Regions from separate parts of the Oryctolagus cuniculus genome. Here region 2 is linked to region 1. The links are chromatin contacts, called in public Micro-C maps. All regions are on one chromosome and are shown on one strand. The core of a region is the stretch at or near the end of the contact, and the rest is flanking DNA. Distances in the headings are between cores, read along the strand shown. Region 1 holds the start of AHDC1 (AT-hook DNA binding motif containing 1). Region 2 has its middle 21 kb from the start of WASF2.

Region 1 (2,980 bases), core at 162-2,661:
CAACCCCTCCGGTCCTGGCCGCCCCCAAATCCCTCCTCCGCCCCACACCCCCTCCGGGTCATTAGGTCCCCGCCCCTCAACTCCCAGAGCGCCAGTGGAACCTTGGGATTTGGGGGTTGGAGGGGAGGGGCTCCTCCCTCCGCAGTCTCCCCTTTTCCCAGCGCCGATCCTAAAATCCAGCCTTGTTCTCCGCTCCCACGGTCCCCCTTCATGCCCCCCCCCCCACATTCTCAGCAAGCTGGAGAGCAAATTGCAGTTTTAAATCCAAAGGCGGAGGGAGGGGGAAGGAGGAGGGGGCGCGCGGCAGCGCTGGGCGCGCACCTCGCCCCCGAGCCGGGGGAGCCGCGGGGCGGCCAGGAAACCCGAGAACCCCCCCTCTCCGCCCCCCCTCCCCGTCCACCTCCCCCTCCCCCTTCCCGGCGCTGCCTGCCAGGCTTCGAGCCGAGCCCAGCCGAGCCGCGGGCCCCGGTGGAAACAAAGACCGATCGCACCGCGGGCACCGCAGCCACGGGGTCCGGCGGACCGGACCGGGGGGCGCGGGGGCCCCCCCTGGTGCGCTGCACAAAAGAGCCCAGCCGGCCGGTCCCCAGCGGGGGTCTGGGGCTGGGGAGGAGGCGCCACTCACCGGAGTGCAGGGCTGCCGGCTCCGTGGGTCCGAGCCAGGCGAGGGGCTTTGGGGGGCGTCTGTCTTCCGGCGGCGGCAGCGACGCGGGCGCCCGGCTGCTGGGGAGAGGAGTCGCGGAGGAGCCCTGAGCCGCCCGCCGTCGCTGACAGCATGGCTCGCGCCTCGGCTCACATTCTCCGCCGCTAACTCCGCTGGACACGGCCCCCGCGTCCGCGGCGCCCCCCGCCTCGTCGCTCCTGGCTCTCGCGGCGCCCCTCGCTCCCCCCGCTGCGCACACACTCGGTCGGCCCTGGACACCCCCGCCCCACCCCCCCAAGCGCAAACCTGGGAGGGAACGCGCCCCGCGCAGTCCGCCTGCTCCTCCTCCTCCGCCCTCCGCCCTCCCGCGCTCCCCGGCTGTCTGTCTGTCCCTCTGCCTGTCTCCCCTCCGCGCTCGCTCTGCCTTTCTCTGCTCCCCGAGCTGGGTGGGAAAAGGAAATGAGGACAGAAAGCAGACGCTGGCTTTGGGTGGTGGTAGCTGGATTCCCTCTCTCCCTCCCTCCCCCTCCTCCCTCCCTCCTCCTGCCTTCTGCTCGCTCCGCCGCGAGCGGGTGGCTCGCTCTGCCCGCCCGCCTGTCTGTCTGTCTGGTCCGCCTCGCTAGCTCCCTCCCTCCGTCTCTCGCCCTCGCCCTGCCTGCCTGCCGCTCTCCGTCTCCGCCGCCGCCGCCGCTGCCTCTGCGAGCTCTCCTTACCTTCGCCGCTCACCATCCGGAACCCCAGGGGGGAGCGCGCGCGCGGCACGCCGGGACTTGTAGTCCCCGCCCCGGCCGCTCGGCGCGCGCGGCGGGCGGGGCGAGCGGCTGCTCCGACGGCGCGGCCGCGGCGCGCGGGGACAGTGCGCGCAGGGGCCTGGGGCCGCGGAGCCGGCGGTGGCCGACGGGCCGGGGTGCTTCCCGCGGCCTCTGGGCCCCGTGTTGGGCGCTGTGGCTAGGGCGGAGGCTGCGGGTGGGAGTGAAGGGGGCGGGGCCTGAGAATGGAATGGGAGTGGAACGGGGAGTCGGGGCGGGGCGGGGGGTGCCGATTAGCCAGCGGGGCTGCGACTTGCCGGGGTGTCCCGATTAGAAGGGAGGGGCAGAGGAGAGAAGCGGTTCTTCAATTTGGGGGCGCTCTCCCTTTCTAAAAAGGTCTCCCGTGGCGTACTTTAGCGCGAGCCAGCGAGCCCCGTCCCCTGCACCAGCGACCCCTCCTCTCCGTCTATCTCTGAGCTCCCACACCTCGTTTTCCTGGACGTCCGAGGGCGGCGAGAGCGCTGAAGTCCTGGGTACCCCACAGACAGCCCCACGCGGAAGCAGGATTCAGATTCCACAGCTCTGAGCTCCTGCTGCGCCCGGGGCTGGGCTCAGCACTTTCACCTACCTCCTCTTCAGGTCACATCTGTTCTGCAGCCCCTGGCTGCGGGCCCCCTGCCTGGCCTGACCCACAGATGGGAATGTGCTCGGCCCAGGGCCTGTCGCGGCTGGACGGCCCCGGAAGAACTGCCGCAGGCACCGCGGGCCCCTGCGTCCTGCTACAGCCCGGCGAAATTGTGCTGTGGCTGTGGTCCCCTCCTCCATGCGCTGTGCCTGGCTTCTCTCCGTGCCGTGCTTCTGTGTGCCCTTCCCGGCGCTTCCGTTCAGCAAATGTTAACTGAGGTCCGCCGGGCACAGGCGTCCAGAGGTCCTGCAGGTCCCACCTCCTCCCAGCGGCTGCCCCGGTCTGCACTTCCTCCAACAATGTCTTTGTTCTCAGCCCACCTGTCCCTCACTCCTTTCGCCTGGTCACCATCTTCTCCACACCTGCACTCCTCCCAAGCCCCTCATATTCAACAATCTGGAACCCCCAGAGGGCAAAATAGAGGATGGGGGTGGGAAGTGAAGGGGCTCTTGTTGTGGGGGGAGCTGTGGCAGTGACAGGAGCAGTCTAGGATTCCAACCAGTGCACCCCTCGACTTGCCAGCGTGGCTGCCGTGCCCGGCTGGCTCCATCCGGGAGCAGCTTCTCGCAGACAAGCTAGCCCCTGCACTCAAAGCTGTCCTCCTGGAACGGGGAGCAGTGAGTGGCCAGATAGTGACAAAAGCAGGTCAATGTCATTGGAAGCCCTTTGCAGCTCCATCGCCTGACTCGAGTTCTTACCAGTAGATGAGACTTTGGCATTTCGCCTTAGCTGGCCCTACACAGGACAGAGCCTGGCACCGGGGCGGGTGCGGGAAGCTTGGGTTCCTCTCTTACCCACCCCTACTCCCCGCCCATTAGGCCTGGCCCGCCCGCCCCAGCAGTGAGGACCTGACTCCGTCTAATTCAAGTTTTGGGAGGCAGTGAGATGGGATAAGCCAATACA
Region 2 (2,980 bases), core at 310-2,809, 81 kb before region 1:
TAAGCCATGGCAGCACAACAGCCACCCCGAATGTTTACTGAATGAAAGGATTCAAGGGTGATGCTCGCTCTTCCTTTCTTCCTTCCTTCCTTCCTTCCTTTATTTCTTTCTTTCTTTCTCTCTCTCTCTCTCTCTTTTTTTTTTTTTACAGGCAGAGTGGACAGTGAGAGAGAGAGAGACAGAGAGAAAGGTCTTCCTTTGCTGTTGGTTTACCCCCCAAATGGCCGCCACGGCTGGCGCGCTGCGCTGATCCGAAGCCAGGAGCCAGGTGCTTCTCCTGGTCTCCCATGGGGTGCAGGGCCCATGGACCTGGGCCCTCCTCCACTGTACTCCCGGGCCACAGCAGAGAGCTGGCCTGGAAGAGGAGAAACCGGGACAGAATCCGGCGACCCGACCGGGACTGGAACCCGGTGTGCCGGAGCCACAGGCAGAGGATTAGCCAAGTGAGCCGCAGCACTGGCCGATGCTTTATTTTTCCTCAAAGACATTGACACGGAATCTTATGTAAGTTCTAGCCCCAGCTCTGAGGGAGCTTGAGGAAGTCCCTTCTGCTCTCTGGCCTCCATTGCTTGTCTGTGAGACGGAAGTGGATGGGGGCGGGTTGGGGCTTTTCTAGACAGGGCACTGGGGCAGAATTTGCCCCTGGCCTCCTAGCACTAGGCTGTCAGGAGCTATTTGGCCTGTGTGAGAACCAGGACCTGGGGGGACTAGAAAACTGACACAGACAGTGTCAGAACCTGGACCCAAGAGTCAGGAGCGCCAGGCTGAGTCCCGGCCTGGCCCCTGGCTGACCTTGGGTGAGTCTTTTCTCTTCCCCTTGGTCTGAGCAAGCAAGGGGTCAACTGATCTCGCAGCTCGAGGAGCAGTCACACAGGCTCCAGGTCCCGGAGAGCAAAGGGTCACTTCCTGGGCCAAGGGCAACTCTTCAACCCTGGGCTCCTCCCTCCCTGCCAGGCGCTGTGGTGGGGTTGGGCTGGGAGGGAAGGGGGGGAGCACACAGCGTGACCCCACCCTGAGGAAGGGAGCTCGCAGTCTGGCCAGGGAGACCCAATGTTCAGCCAGGAACCAAATGGAAAATGGGCTGACGGTCCAAGCGATTCTCTACGTGTGGGGTTGAAAGGAGAGGGGCTGAGTGTTCCAAGGTGGGGGGGGGGGGTGAGCAGCCCCTGGCTTGGGGCGGAGGGGGGCCAGTACGGAGATGGCTTCCTGGGGGAACAGCCTTTAGAAATTGGCAGGGCAGCAAGGGGCGCTTCCCAGAGATGGGAGGAGGCAGGAAGAAGGAAATTGGGTCCAGGTGACCACAGAGCAGCAGCTTGGCTGGGAGTAGGAGAGGCGGGGCTGGTGGGAGCTTGGGCAGCCGCCCCACAGCTGGGCCTTGGAGGGGAGGGGGGGGCGGCTTCTGCCTGGGCCCTGGGAAAGCGCCATCTTCTCAGGCCACAGGCTGCGAAGGAGGCAGAGCTATGAGCTCAGGCTGGAGCCGCTGCTCTCAGAACAGTGCCCAGGGCCCTGCCTGGCTGCCCTGGGGCTGCGGGACGGAGAGGAAGGCACAGGTTCAAGCCCCGGCCCTTGCTTTCCAGCCAGGGCAGCCGGGCAACCAGTAAGACACGGAGTTGTCATGATGATCACAGCGCCAGGCTGCAGGCCTAGGGCTAAGAGCCTGCCTGCCACGGGCTGGCGTTGTGGAAGCACTGATTCGAGGGCCAGCTGCTTCACTGCTGATCCAGCCCCCTGTTAATGCTCCTGGGAAAGCAGTGGATGATAGCCCACGGATTGGGCCCCTGCTATCCACGTGGGAGGCCTGGATGGACCCACGAGCCACCTGTTTCTTTATCTTTAAAATGCAATGAATAATTCAGGGCAGTTGGAGGATCCGTGAGGGAAGCTGGTTTCTGGAAGGAGCTCCAGCCCCCGCCCCTTACCTGCATGGTTAAGCTGTGTTCACGGCCCGCACCCCACCGCATGAACAACTGCCCTTACACCCAGGCATCCAGGCAGGGGCCCCGCCGGCTACTCGAGCCCCATGAGCTCCCTCTCAGAGAGGCCAAGAGGACAGCGCTGTCCAAAAGAAGACTCAGCGACTGAGCCTGGGACAGCGCACAGCTGGCCCTTGGGAAACGGTGGCCGTGGCTGCCACTCGCAGCCTGCGCAGCCATGCTGAGGGGCAGGTGCTGCTAAGTGCAGAACTGAGTTCGAAGCTGAATCTGATTCCAAGGGGTCTCGTAGCCAAGGGCTGAGGTTCCCAAGGCCACCAGCAGGTGACCAAGAGCCAGGTGCTGGACTGCGCATGGTGTGCCTGGCCTGGCCCAGAATGACCACCAGACCATGCAGTGGTGTTGTGGTACAGTGGGTTAAGCCATGACCTGCGATGCTGGCATCCCATATTAGAGAGCTGGTTCAAGTGCTGGCTGCTCTGCTTCTAATCCAGTTCCCTGTTACTGCTCCTGGGGAGGCAGCAGAAGATGGCCCCAAGCTCTTGAACCCCTACACCTACATGGGAGACCTGGATGTAGTTCCAGGCTCCTGGCTTTGGCTTGGCACCATCTCGGCCATTGCAGCCATTTGGGGAGTGAACCTGCAGATGGAAGATTTCTCTGTCTCTCTCTGTAACTCTGTTTTTCAAATAAATCTTTTAAAAAATAATTTACCCATTATAACCTGCTCCTGACCCCACCCTACAACCCTCTGGCAGTGTTTAACTGGATGTGTGTATTCAGTTTGCACACGTCTGCATGTGCTGGGTCCTGTTGACTCTGGATGAGTTGGATTGGCGGCTGCCTCCAAGTGCTGCTAGTCCAGTGGGGAGAGGCAAAGAGAGAGCCAGAGAGCCTTCCCCCAGGGCAGAGTGACCAATGAACTGGGGCAACAAACTGCCTGGGTTCGAGTCTCAGAAGCTTCTCTGACCCTCAGTACCACATAAGAGAAAAGGGGAGGATAAGGCACCTTCCCGCAGGACAGCCATGGAGACTGGCATGCCATCAGG

What was found. Hi-C and Micro-C count contacts between places; a contact is called where the count stands out from the background.
Region 2: a contact with region 1 is called in a Micro-C map of ear pinna, with 2.8 times the contacts expected there. The contact joins the enhancer-like site here to the promoter of AHDC1 in region 1.

The regions. Positions count from the first base shown.
Region 1 is chr7:143,969,344-143,972,323 of mOryCun1.1, reverse strand. It overlaps AHDC1 (AT-hook DNA binding motif containing 1), which reads right to left and starts at 1,411. Exons shown (of 7, transcript XM_070079004.1): 1 at 1,357-1,411; 2 at 626-723.
Region 2 is chr7:144,050,595-144,053,574 of mOryCun1.1, reverse strand. No RefSeq gene overlaps it. Among named protein-coding and RNA genes, the nearest start is that of WASF2, 21 kb to the left of the region's middle. Within about 2 kb of position 1,559, at least 1 of the 8 cell types and tissues checked has an H3K27ac peak or open chromatin away from gene starts, as enhancers often do. A contact at or near this core is called in ear pinna, where this site is marked.